Linked DNA regions of Macaca mulatta: region 1 is linked to region 2. The links are chromatin contacts, called in public Hi-C maps. All regions are on one chromosome and are shown on one strand. The core of a region is the stretch at or near the end of the contact, and the rest is flanking DNA. Distances in the headings are between cores, read along the strand shown. Region 1 holds the start of TCEANC2 (transcription elongation factor A N-terminal and central domain containing 2). Region 2 holds the start of SSBP3 (single stranded DNA binding protein 3).

Region 1 (7,170 bases), core at 3,669-6,168, 360 kb before region 2:
AAGCATAAGCTCATTAGTATGAGCTATATCACATGCCATTTCATTCTTAGATATGCTTTCCTTTGTTAAAGAAACCTAGTAAGTCATCCAGTACCAATTTCAGAAAACCATATGGCATGGTGAAAAGAGACTAGGTTTCAGGAATCAGCCCTAGTTTGAAGTTCAGACTTGCCACTTATTCTGTACAACCTTTGGCAAGTTACTTAATCTATTTCCTCAGTTGTAAAATACGGACAATACTCTTACATCAATCCTCACTACTATTTATTCCTTTATTTTCTACTGCCTGTATAATTGTAGAGCGTCAATCTTCACTATTAGGATAATTATATATTTATATCTACAACAGCATTACTATTATTTAATGAGCATCTACAATGTGCCAGGCACTGTGTTAAGACTTAACAAATTATGCAACATCTGGTATGGAGCAGGCACTCAACTGGTAGCTATTAAGAATCATATCTGGCCGGGCACGGTGGCTCAAGCCTGTAATTCCAGCACTTTGGGAGGCCGAGACGGGCGGATCACAAGGTCAGGAGATCGAGACCATCCTGGCTAACGTGGTGAAACCCCGTCTCTACTAAAAAATACAAAAAACTAGCCGGGCAAGGTGGCGGGTGCCTGTAGTCCCAGCTACTCGGGAGGCTGAGGCAGGAGAATGGCGTGAACCCGGGAGGCGGAGCTTGCAGTGAGCTAAGATCCGGCCACTGCACTCCAGCTTGGGCGACAGGGCGAGACTCCGTCTCAAAAAAAAAAAAAAAAAAAAGAATCATATCTTTATTCTAAGTATTTCATGTTATATATACAAAAATAATGATTTCAAGTAAATATTTCATGCCCTATTTATCCCAAATGACTGGCAAGCTTATATAACATGTATCTCCTCTGATTTAGGACACAATAAATGGTGCTTCCACCATAGGAAATACCAGCTAAATTCATAATTAGAAGGTCCCTCAATGGTACTATTTAGGGCAGGCACCGTGGCTCATGCATGTAATCCAAACAGTTTGGGAGGCCAAGACATAAGGATCCATTCAGTCCAAGAGTTTGAGACCAGCCTGGGCAACAGAGCAACACTCTGTTTCAATTATTTTAAATTAAAAAATAAATAAATAGAAGTTAAGTGATCAGCAAGGACAAACAGTAATCAAGGAACTGGGAATAAAACCAGGTTTGTATGGTTCTAGAGACCACACTCCATTAATAAATGACCAGGCTAGCTATAATTAGCTTTTTTATTAACATGATTTATGTCTCTTGTTTTTTCGTCCGAGATAAATTATGCAATTGCATTTTCTGTAGATAAAAGATAGAATAATTTAAAAATAACTACTTACAAACAGGTATTCTACTTTCTTGCAACAAATAATTAGTTCTCAAAAAGTGTCATTAAAATGAGATTTTTTTTTTTTTTGAGATGCAGTCTTGCTCTGTGTCCCAGGCTGAAGTGAAGCGGCGCAATCTCGGCTCACTGCAACCTCCACCACCCGGGTTCCAGCGGTTCTCCTGCCTCAGCCTCCTGAGTAGCTGGGATTACAAGCATGTGCCATGCCCAGCTAATTTTTGTATTTTTCGTAGAGACGGGGTTTCACCATGTTGGTCAGGCTGATCTTGAACTCCTGACCACCCATGATCCACTTGCCTCGGCGTTCCTAACTGCTGGGATTACAGGCATGAGCCACAGCGCCCAGCCTAAAACGAGATTTCTATCTCGTTTTTCAAACTCTATGTGAGTTTGAAAATTCATCTAATTTCTTACAACACACGAAGCTTTTTCCTGGAGCACAAAGCACAGAGGAGAGCCAATAGAAATCAGTGACATAGTTAAATATGTGGGTTTTTTGTTTGTTTTTTTTTTTTTGAGGCAGAGTTTCCCTCTTGTTGCCCAGGCTGGAGTGCAATGGCGCAGGTTCACTGCAACCTCTGCCTCCCGGGTTCAGGCGCTTCTCCTGCCTCAGCCTCCTGAGCAGCTGGGATTACAAGTGCCCGCCACCATGCCCAGCTAATTTTTTTTGGTATTTTCAGTAGAGATGGGGTTTCACCATGTTGGCCAGGCTGGTCTTGAACTCCTGACATCAGGTGATCCACCTGCCTCAGCCTCCCAAAGTGCTGGGATTACAGGAGTGAGCCACCACGCCCAGCCTTTTTTTTTTTTTTTTTTTTTTTTTGAGACAGGGTCTCACTGTTAGACTGGAGTGCACTGGCGACATTTCGGCTCACTGTAACCTCCGCCTCCCAGGCTCAAGCAAGCCTCCCACCTCAGCTTCCCAAGTAGCTGGGACTACAGGTGCTCGTCTCCACGCCTGGCTAGTGTTTTCTTTTTCTTTTTTTCTTCAGAGACGAGGTCTTGCCATGTTGTCCAGGCTGGTCGCAATCTCCTGAGCTGAGATGATCCACCCACCTCGGCCTCCCAAAGTGCTGGGATTACAGGTGTGAGCCATCGCACCCGGCCGAATATGTTTAATGCAAGTTTATTAATAGGAGGCAGCATAGTGTAGCCAGTTTTAAGCTGAATTCCTACTCCACGATTTCTTGGGTATGTGACCTTAGGCAAGACACTTAACCTTTCAGAGCCTCAATTTCCTTAATTTTAAAACCCTACTTTACAGGGTTGTTGTGAGAATTAGGAATAATAGTATGATAAATCTCCCATCACTCTGGCTAACAGTGGAGTCTATATAAATTTCAAGTCCAGGACCTATAGGGAGCCAGATGATTTGGAGTTCTTTGTGAGAAAAGCTTTACTAAATAAGTAAAAATGGTTTATAGATATCACACCAATTGTTAGAAAATAGTGGACATTATTAAAGTACCTACAAGTTCCAGGAAGGTATCCTTTCAAATTATTTGATTATTCTCCCAACATTCTGGTTTATACTACAAAATTGCCAGGAAAATCTCAAAAAAAGGAAACAAACCCTAGAACAATAGAAAGTAAGTCTCAGCCCAATTCCAGGCCAAATCAATATTAATGAGCTTCCTCATACAATCCTCTTAATGATGAGAAGTTTACAAGAAGTGAAGAAAAATAACGTGGTTAGAAGCAGTATTCATCGATTTAAGTCTGAAGTTAAAACTTCTCACTTCTTTCTCGATTGTTACATAAATCTCTGGAAAAATTTAGCACACTCCCCTCTCCCACGGTTTTTGAAAATTGATAATCTCCATGCAGTTTAAAATCCAGCCGTAAACAAAATCTGAGAAGTGCCGGCACTTAGAACTTTTCATTTCAAAGACCTGAAAGCACTCGCCAATATGGAACATCCTAAGCTTCACTGGAACTGTCTCCGTAGCCACTCCAGTTTTAGAGAGCAAGGAGGTCTAGCCACAATGGTTAAGCAAATAGCATACAGGAGATGAAGGAAAAACGAAGAGGAAACCACCAGTAACATCAACAAAAGCTCTCATAAAACAACGTGGGGGAAGGCATACACTCAAATCATACATGGGAAACGTGTGGTGGGAATCATCAAACAATTTAGAATGTTGAGTAAACAGAGATCTTACGCTGAAAAACCAACGTGAAGAGGGTTAGGTATGTACTTAAAAAGGGGGGAAGCATAGAGAGGAGGCCATTACCTCTCCGTAAGCTGCGAACCCTCTCCTGTCTACAGTCTCGTTTCTTTACCCACTCCACGAATCCCCCGTTTCCTGCACTGAGTGGTCAGTTTCTGGTAGGCAGACACCTAACTGCCTCTTCTCTAACCCAGTCCCTCTTGGCAGCGTCTTGGACACAGTAACTCAACATAGGCAGACAGCATTCCTGGGCGTCTCGCTACTCCTTGAGCCGCCTTCGTGACGCTTTTTATACTTCAGTGGAATTGTCTACTTGTCTGACTCCCTGAAGACTACGCTCCCGATCCCGAGAGGCGCTTAGTAAACAAAGGTTATGAATCAATCATTTGTGGACTCGCTTATCTGCGCCTCCCTTTCTACAAACCCCCCTTAGGCTCCTTAAGGCGAGGACCCTGCATTAACCATCCATATCCTCCTCTATCCTCCTCCCTCTGAGTGCTCGACTCCCCTGCTGCCCGGCTAGCTCCCAGAGGAAAGGGATCGCGTCTTTCTCATCTTTGTGTCCCTCAGCCTATCACAGGGTAGTGCAGGACAAACTTCCGGTAATGACAGCAGGAACTGGGGTGCAGGCAGGATTAGGGAGGAAAACAGGAGCTACACAGATGGGAGACAGCGGTTGAAAGGCGGATTGAACAGCCAGGTTGCCAGAGCCGACATAAGTGTGGGGAGCCGAGAGATGGGCGGCCAGGGAAGGGTCGCAGCCCGCTCCGGACGGGCCCTACCTTAGGGTAGGTGTGCAAGGGGTAGGTCAACTGACAGGCCCGGTGGCAAGACGCTGTATCACCCAAGACCGAGTCAAATGCTTCAGCCGAAGCGGTCCCCGAACCTCCGGCCAAGGCCATGGTCAGCAGCAGCAGCGGCGGCAGCCCCAGTTGGGTCCTGACCCAGAGGCTCGCCTTCGGCGCCGCCATCTTGTTCCCCTCTGTCACAGCAGCTCAGCTTGTTGCTGTTTTCTTTGAAGGGTTTCCTCCTCCTCCTGGGGCCAGCCCCCTTCTCCGCCCCGCCGACCGTTGCTTCCGCCTCCGCCGTCGCTTCAGCTCCGCCCTGACCCGCCTGAAACTGCCGCCTCCTGCCCCACCTCTGGGACTACTAACTTCTCCTAGGCGGGCGTGAGGCGGGGAATTCAACCATCGCGAGCATTAGCGCGAAGCGGGTCCGCCTGTCTTCCCTTCGCGGGGCAGGCTGGGGCATGTAGTTCTCCGTAGGCGGGAGGCGCACGGTGCTGTCGGGAAAGTTGGTCTCGGAAAACTACAGCCGCCCTCGGCGCGCCTTCTGCCCGCATTTCTTCGTAGTGCATTCTGGGGAATGTGGTTCGCTGTGGGCCAGAGGCGCGAGGGCCGGCGGAGTTTCTTCAGAGGAACTACAGCCCTGGGAGGAAGCGTCTATTTAGTTTCAACACAGACGACTGGGCTTGGGAGCCTACGGGGTTGCAGTCTGGAGGGCGCCAACAGCAGCTGCCAGGGCTGCTTTTCCTGGTGGGTCTCACGCCAGGCCGTTGTTAGGTGCCCCTACCCGGGATCCTGAGTGCTGAGAACGAGGAGGATGGGGTTTCTCCTTGTTCGGGGATCCAGAGATTACAGCCGTGGGTAGGGTCCTCTGACCACCAAGCAGTTTGTTCCAGGGGATGGCTGCGTATTGTGAGACTCCCTGCTGTGTTCTGGAGGTAGTTGTCAGTTGCTGATTACCAGGGCAACCCTTGGGATTGTGGCTGTGGTGAGGTGATTGTTAAGAGGGCGGCATTGAGCCTAGTGTAATCCTAACCCTTCCACAGCCCAATCTTAATTGGAAGAGGGCTTAGGTGCACGCTCTAGGTGGGATTCCAATATTGGGCCAATCCCCGCAATATTGGAATCCCCCCTAGAGCGTGCACTTCTGGAATCTAGGAACCTCCTAACCCAGGACGTAGGCTGATGATTGTTTACAGTTTCAATTCTTAGGAAGTTCCTCAGGAGGAAATCTTGTCAATTCCACTCGAGTCCCCATAATTCATGAATTCTTCCAGAGAACTCAATTGTGTTACTTTGGGGAGCAAATATCACGGCAGTCTTTAGTGAGGTTTTAGAATCTACCGTCTTTCTTGACCAGAACACGCTGCAAGCACGTCAAGGTAGTCGGAGGCCCCTAACAATGGATAAATTCGTCGTTCGAACGCCTAGAATCCAGAATAGCCCTCAGAAGAAAGATTCTGGAGGAAAGGTTTACAAGCAGGCCACGATTGAATCTCTGAAGGTGAGAGGGGATCTGGGGCTAGAGGAAATGTGCAAAGGACTGATAGCAAGGTGGTACCAGAGGTTCTGTTGTGAAAAGACCTATGAATTATTTCTTGTTATGCCTCCTCCCGCAAAGTGTACCTGACCACTCCTCCTTTGTTTCCCCCATAGCTGTACAGACTTACATTTATCAATTTCCGCACACCTCTGCTACACCCTTGTAATTACTCTGGTTTACAGCATGTATGGTAGCTGGTAGGACAAGTCCCATTTGTTGTTATTCTTTTGCAAAATGTAGTCTGTTAGGAATGTTAAAGTACCAGATATGATTCTATATACCTACCCTGTACAGACTCATTTAGGGGTGGGTTTTGATGCTGTTCTCTCACATCTTACTGCCCAGAACTGTATCAAATGGCTTTACAGCTTCAGCTGAGACCAGGAAAGAGGCTGTTTTTTGTTGTCGTTGTTGTTTTTGTTTTTCAGAAAGGGTCTCACTCTGTCACCCAGACTGGAGTACAGTGGCACGATCTTGGCTCACTGCAGCCTCCACCTCCCGGGTTCAAATGATCTTCTTGCGTCAGCCTCCCAAGTAGCTGGGATTACAGATACCCGGCTAATTTTTGTTTTTGGTAGAGATAGGGTTTCACCATGTTGGCCAGGCTGGTCTCGAACTCCTGACCTCAAATGATCCACCTGCCTCTGTTTCCCCAAGTGCTGAGATTACAGGCGTGAGCCACTGCCCCCAGCTGGAAAGAGGCTGTTTTAATGAACTCTTTGCTGCCTTGAACTCAGTCTGATGTCTGCAAGCAAGATGCAAAGAGTAGATACAATGAATCAATCAACATAGTCACCCAATAAGTGCTAAAGTAATTATTATTTTACTAAAATGAAACAAAACAACTTGTACTTGGTCCCCTTTGTCATCCTGAACCTTGCCTCTTAAATTTCTGACTTTTTCATTTTCTTTTATCAGTTCTTCTTCCTCTACTAGGTTCCTAGTGTTTGTGCTCCTCAGAGTTCTGTCACATTTTATGTATTTGGCCAGGATGACATCCATTCTTTAGGCTTTCTATGCTAAAACTGCCAGAACTGCACCTCCAGCCTAGGTTTCAGAAGGTAGGAGGATCTGGGGCTAGAGAAAATGTGCAAAGGACTGTAAGAGCGAGGCAGCATTCTGAGTACTTGACACATACTCAGTTGGACTCCTTTTCTGGATGTCCCACAGACTTACCAGACCCATATTGGAAAGCAGTGAAGGAGAGTATAAATAGGCCCTACTGGTAACTAGGTGATCTTTAGTAGCAAGTCAGTCCCTTCTCTAAGACCTCAGTTTCCTCATCTATAAAATGTGGAGGTTGAACTATATCAGTGTTTC
Region 2 (6,535 bases), core at 2,447-4,946:
AACCAAAATGGCTGCATATCCTAAAAAAGGTTCAAGTGCCAAAGTCAGGACATAACTATGATTCATACATCCAGCAATCTAGGAGAGACTCTGTCAATAAAGGAAATTTTACAGGTTCTTAATCCCAGAGCCCACACCTCCACCCTTCCCACCCCACCCCCACTCCCACCCAAGCCCTCCCCCAAGGAATTCTTATGCAAGAACCACTCCTCCCTCCACGCACCAAAAAACACAAATCAGTTAGGCAAAGGACAGGTCATGGACATCCAAGTATCTGGTCCTTTCACACTGCAGTAGAGGGCCCTCTTCAGAGAAGCACCTGTCAGCAAAGGGAAGAAGGAAGCAAGCCCAGAAATGCCTGCCTCATCCCCCACTAAAGATTTTGTAGGGTCACTCCAACATTTTGTACGAGAACAGACATACAAGTCCTATGTCAACCAATAAAGCCCTATTCAAAGACGGAGTTGTCACTGTTATTAACAAGGGACCTAAGAAACTCTCCAGATCAGGAGCCCAAGGCCCAGGGACAGAACCAGCTTAAAGGGTAAAGTGGGCACCAAAACCAAAGTCCGACTCCTGGTCCAATGCTCTTGTCCTCGTCACAAACAGGCAGCTCTGCAAGTCATCAGACAAGCATCTCACTCAAGGTGTGTGAATAATGCAGCCTGCCCCTCACCAGACAAGCTCCACTGCTTCCTCCTTGGGTCATTTTGCTCAGTGTCAAATCGCAGGAACCAACTTCTACCAAACAGGACCACAGCCACTCATAAGCCACCATCGCCCGGGCCTCACACAACAGACTCTACGTTCCTATGCCTGAGATAAGGATGGAGAAGTTTCAGGAGCTCCTGGATATAACAGGAAAATCAGGGACTTCTACTAGCTGCAGAGAGGGGCTAAAGAACATTTCTTTCTGTCTTCTGGAACTGTACACATCTGATTACCTCCTCCACACGTTAAAGGTTTCCAACACTACATATTCCCCAGCGCCTTCACTCATAAGCCTAAGTAACCTTCAATCATAAGCCTAACTTTCTACAAGATCCAAGCCGATCAGAGCTGCCAACCCCATCCACACACTCCCTCCAAAAACAGCCACAGAAAACCTATCACCCACTCCTACAGGTGGAATCCTTCCGCCACACTAATGCCTCCAAGACCTGCAGTTCCGAGGTTGGCAGAAGTAATTAAAAACTCATTTTCTCTGCACAAGTTAGAACAGACACTTCATCCTCCTGCTGTTCTAAGACTTAGAACAGTAACCTGAGCTGGCAGGTAAACCCGCTAAGATGCCAACAGACATGAGACAGGACACACCGTTTTGTTGAACTCCATCAAAGTATCAAAAGCCACTCTGCTTTCTTTTCTGTTTCAAAAGGATGTTAAAGACTCCACCAGTCAGTGGCACAAAACACCGGGGTCATACACTTAGGGCAACTGGGTCCGGCTGACCCTAAGCTCCCTCTTGGCTGTCGTATACCCAACAGAGACCAAACCTGCGGTGGCCCCACACCCAAAGGACACAGAGACCTGGTAAGAGAGTCACAGAGAGTGGGAGCCCCTAACTACAGACACTGTGAGGTCGACTCTGACCAGTTAAGGTTCTGCCTAAAACAACACTTTGTGGTTTTAGTGGGGGAGGGGGGCGGGGAGCTCCCAGAGGAAAGGAAGGACCAGTCAGTCTGAATCAGTATCTTTAAAGGAAGTGGCAGCCCTTTCTTGCTTTTTCTCAGGGTGCCTGGAAAAAGCCCCGTAGATGTCCTATCTTAAGGTTGTAAGCTCCGAGGAGAAAAAGGAACGGACAGGCTAATTGTAAAACAGACCTGGTATCCCCTCCACGCCGCCCCACCCCCACTCCTCTAATTAAAGCAACATGCAGAATTGACAAAAATCCTCCAATGTTTTTTCAAACCCTTGCCTAGAGCCCCAGAGTGAGATGTAAAAGTAAGGAGTTTCTACCCCAACATCACAGATTATTTTGTCGTTTTTCCCCAAAACTTCAGGTAGCATCCTCTTCTGCCCTTTTCCTCCTTGGCCAGCTGGGCCGGAGTGCCTCGAGGTGCCCCGCTCTGTGCAACGCGGAGGGCCACAGGGTGGAGGGCCTGCTCCAGGCCTCCCTTCTTTGTTCACTTGGACCCAGGGCTCAGAACAAAACAAACACACATGCAAAACTATCACACAAACTTACCACCACCACGAGTGCAAAAACCCAGGCGGTTCTCCCAACGTGATGTTTTTTTCCCATCGAATCTGGAAAGGTAAGAGCGGAGGCAGCTTAGAGGAGTAGACACGGGGTGGGCTGGGGGCTTCCTAGAGCCAAAAGGCTGGGAAGACCAACTAACAATAAATGCCAAAAGGTGATAAAAATTCAAAATGGTGGCCACAGTGGCTGCTCCTGAAAACAAAGGCTCTAAGAATAGTGGGGAGGGGGGTGTCAAGAAATTGGATGCTGGGGGGAGTCCCACTCACCTCCGATAAGAAGGTCTGTGCAGATTTCTGTGCTCCTACGTGCAGTAAATATTCGTAGACGTATAAAGCTAACCTGGAAAGTGGGCAGGGAGCAAAGAGAGAGGGGAAGGAGTCAGATCCCACCGGCGCTCTCCAGGACCTTGCCAGCAGGCTTTGAGCCCTGTCTGCGCCGTCCCATTGTGGCCCCGACCAGAGGTAAGCAGCTAGCTAACCCCAAACAGGGCCGCCAGGTGCGAACAGTTAGGGGGTGGGGACCGGGGAACGCGTTACCTCAAGCAGTGAGGGATGGAGAGCAGCCCCAAACTTGAACTTCCAAGTCGCGTCGGGGACAAACCCACCTAGGTTCCTCAAACTCGCAAGCCACTCGACCCCACAGCCACCTTGCCTTTCCCGACCCAGTCCTCGCTACGCTCTCCCCGGCTTTGGAGGTCCAGGGAGACTCAGCCCTGGACTCCGGGTGCTTGGCGCGCTCTAGAGAGGGCAGCAAAGCACCACCCTCGTCACCTCCCCCCAAACAACTGTGCCCCAAGTCTGGGGCCAAGCCGGCGCCACCGTCGCTGCCTAGCCCGGCGTCCGAGGACGCGGACCCAGTGACGAATACGAGGGCAGGGAAGGGAGAGCGCTCCCGGCCGAACAAAGCCCCCGGCACGCACTCCTCACGCCGCCGGCGGACAAAAGGAGGCTTCGGGGCTGCAGAAGCCACGCGCCCCCTGCCCGCGCCCGGTGGGCAAAGTGCGGCCACCGCGGCGAGCGCCCGGCTGGAGCGAGCGTCCAGGCTCGCTGGCGGGACCTCGCCCACCACTCACCGCGGGGCCCCGCGCCCGGCCCGCGCCACGGCCACCAAGTACCTCCTCCGGCGGCTCCCCCCGCCGCCCCTTCCCCGATCTCCCAACCTCCGCCGGCTCCCAACAATGGGTTCTCCCACGCCGCCCGCCCCGGCCTCGGGGAAGGGGCCAGGCAGGCGGCGCCTGGACCCGGGGGCCAGAGGGCGCAGCAGCCCCCGGCCCCCGCCCGCCCACCTGCCTCCCACCGCCCGCCCGCAGCCCGGCGGCGGCGCGGCCGCCACTTGCAAAATAGGGCTTACTTTTCCCGAGCCTGCCCGTCCGAGGGCACCGCCGAGCCTTTGCCTTTGGCAAACATGGTTTGCAGGGAAGAGGGCGCCGAGCCTCGCCGCCGCCGCCGCCGCCGCTACCGCTCCGGCTCTCCCGAGCTGCCCCTCGCTCCCGGCCCCCTCCCCGGCGCTCGCTCGCTCTCTCGCTCGCTGGCGCTCTCCTCGCCGCGCTCCCCTCCCTCCCCCCCAGGCGCTGGCTCCGCGCTCTTTCCAGCTGTCAAAGCGTCAGCCCCGGCCGCGGCCCCATCGCCCTGGAACTCCTCCCGCGCCGGCTCGGCCTGGAGTGCCGCCGCCGCCGCCCGCACGGCCGCCCGCTCTCCGCTCGCTCGCGCGCCCTCCCGGCTCCGCCTGCGCCGCCCTCTGCGCCTCCAACACCGCTGCCGCCGCCGCCGCCGCCGCCGCTGGTCTACTTGGAGCTCAACCGAACGTGGCTACCCGGGCGAGGGAGCGAGGCGGGCGGCAACGTCCCGCGATGGATGGCCGCGTCGACCAATCGGCACACGCGGGGGCGGGCCCGGGCCGGCCGGGAGGGACGCCCTGACAGCGCCGGCCGCGGCAGTCCCCGCTGCGGCCGCCTCCGCGGAGCCGCTGCCTGCTCCTGCGAGCGAACTGGGGGCGTCCGGGGGCGCGAGCCTCTCTTTTCTGTCGCCGGGGCGGGGGACGACGTGGATCGGGCTGGGGGCACCCTGGTCTCCTCGCCCCAGCGAGGAGGGGGATCTGACTGGCGCTCCCCGCGGCGTGGACCACTGGGGGTTAGGGGGGCGCTGCGGCAGCGTCCGGTGGGAGGGGGCGCAGACCCCCAAGCGGTCGCCGCTCTCTCCCTCCTGCCACGTCCGTCTCCCTTATCTGCTCCTCACCTCCCCCCCGCCGCGGCCCGCGCCAGCCCAGCCCTTATCTCGCCCTTCCCTCTCGGTAGTCCTCCCCCTAGGCTCCGACCCCGAGCCCCTCCCCAGACTCCAGCCCGGCCCCCAGCCCGCCCCGCCCCCGGGCCTCACTCTCGCCCAGTCTAGCTTCCGAGCGCCGGGCCCGGGGCTCCACGCTGAGAGCGGCGCGGCTCGAGCCGGCGCCGAGGCGCGCGGCTGCTCCTTTACTAGATCATTAAAATACTTTGGAAAACCCCAAAGTGGAGCCGCGCGAAAATGGCCTTTGGCGTGCTTTGGGGAGCTGGGGGGGTTGGGGACAGGGGACTTCAACTAAGAGGAACGAGAGTGATTTCTCCCAAATTTCCAAGGTTTGCCAGTCCTGGCAAGTTAGCCCTTCGGCTTCTCCACGGGAAAGGGTGCCACTCGGGGATGGGGGGGCGTCACCTGGGCGGCCTGCGACGCGGAATGCGCGCCACAGAAATGTGCAAACTTCAAATAAATGGAGCTAAATTGGGGAGTAGGGGACGAGAGTCAGGCGTAGGGGGAGGGGAAGCTTCCATTGTCAGTGACCCAGGTGTACAATGGGAAATTGAGGGGGGCTGGCAGAGTGACCCAGCTATTTGCTGCTGACTCCTTTCTGCCCACGCCGAGAACCCAGAAGACACACTGCGTGCCCCTCATTAGAGACTCTTAAGACCAGGTACCGGCGAAATAGGGGAAGGCTCCCCCATTTTCAGACTGTTTTTAGAGAGCGGATCTCTTTAAATGGGATAAAACACTGTCGGCACTGTCTCTTTAAAAGAGTCAAGCAGAAAAAGCTGTGTAAGCGCTGATTGGCTGCCTGTTTGGATACATCTTTAGGGGAGCCTTGAAACTGTTAGCCTAGGTTGATTTTTTTTTTTTTTTTAACTGCGCTGTTCCAATAAACAAGTAACGCCCCTCCCCCTAACATGCCTCGCACCAAACAATTAAAGGATAGGTCAGTGTCCTGGGGAAAACACGTTTCAAGTAGGAAAACTCAGAACTAGATTTCAACAAAATAAACAATAATTCCCTACCATTAAAGTTTGCTTATTTTGATCTGTAGAAGAGAGAAAAGGGGCTTTTAAAAGAAATGCCCCGCAGCTAAAGGATCTGCGTTGGTTCAGGAAGGAGACTCTGGGTGCATTTTTGGAATAATATTCTACTCAATGTAACAACCTCCTTAAATTAGAATACAGCCAGGCCCTGCGGACACTTCCGGACTCACTCTGCTCCCTTCCAGGACCCAGCGCTCACAGGGGAAAGGGGCAGAAAAAAGGAACGCTGAGACCTAGTTTATGGGCGTCTCTGTGCTAGTCCCTATTTTAAAGGTTGTTTTGTGAATGAGGGAAGCATGGAGGTTGGGAGTTGGAATACAAGGATAGAGGAGAGAAGGAAATAATTACAGTTATTTTTTCCCCTAGGCAGTTTAAATTCAGTAGGGCTAACTTAAGGTACCTTAGAGCCCACACTAATTAAATTGGCCTGCTCATACCCTTCCCCTGGTCTTCCATCTATTTTGAATGGGCTAGGAATGGCCAGGGATGGCTTGTCAACAGACTGACTCACAAGAAGCCTGACTCATCTTGTGTCTGCAAGGCCCACAAATTAGGAGTATCGGTTTGGTCCTGGCTAAAAAAAGAGAAGACACTGCCCTTCTCCGGCCCTACTATGACCCAGGACTCTACCAGATTGGCCATGCCTCTACCAACTTCATGGCTGCAACACAAGCATATCTATTTGAGCATCAGTTGCTTCATCTGTCAAATGGCAAAGGGAGGTTAGAAGATCTTCAGTATCAAGGCCGGGCGCGGTGGCTCACGCCTGTAATCCCAGCACTTTGGGAGGCCGAGGCGGGCGGATCACAAGGTCAGGAGATCGAGACCACGGTGAAACCCCGTCTCTACTAAAAATACAAAAAAAAAATTAGCCGGGCGCGGTGGCGGGCGCCTGTAGTCCCAGCTACTCGGGAGGCTGAGGCAGGAGAATGGCGTGAACCCGGGAGGCGGAGCTTGCAGTGAGCCGAGATTGTGCCACTGCACTCCAGCCTGGGCGACAGAGCAAGACTCCG

Evidence for each region. Hi-C and Micro-C count contacts between places; a contact is called where the count stands out from the background.
Region 1: a contact with region 2 is called in a Hi-C map of fetal cortex germinal zone, with 4 times the contacts expected there. The contact joins the promoter of TCEANC2 here to the promoter of SSBP3 in region 2. A contact is called at or near these places in 3 of 14 Hi-C or Micro-C datasets (fetal cortex germinal zone, fetal cortical plate and liver).

What each region holds. Positions count from the first base shown.
Region 1 is chr1:186,556,488-186,563,657 of T2T-MMU8v2.0, reverse strand. TCEANC2 (transcription elongation factor A N-terminal and central domain containing 2) reads left to right here and starts at 4,918. Exons shown (of 5, transcript NM_001266853.1): 1 at 4,918-5,057; 2 at 5,668-5,811. The coding sequence starts at 5,710. TMEM59 (transmembrane protein 59) reads right to left here and starts at 4,660. Exons shown (of 8, transcript NM_001266204.1): 1 at 4,305-4,660. The coding sequence starts at 4,493. It overlaps LOC144333255 (a long non-coding RNA gene), which reads left to right and starts at 2,149. Exons shown (of 2, transcript XR_013401813.1): 1 at 2,149-2,436; 2 at 2,616-4,509.
Region 2 is chr1:186,198,371-186,204,905 of T2T-MMU8v2.0, reverse strand. SSBP3 (single stranded DNA binding protein 3) reads right to left here and starts at 3,696. Exons shown (of 18, transcript NM_001261084.1): 1 at 3,554-3,696; 2 at 2,470-2,542; 3 at 2,189-2,250. The coding sequence starts at 3,609.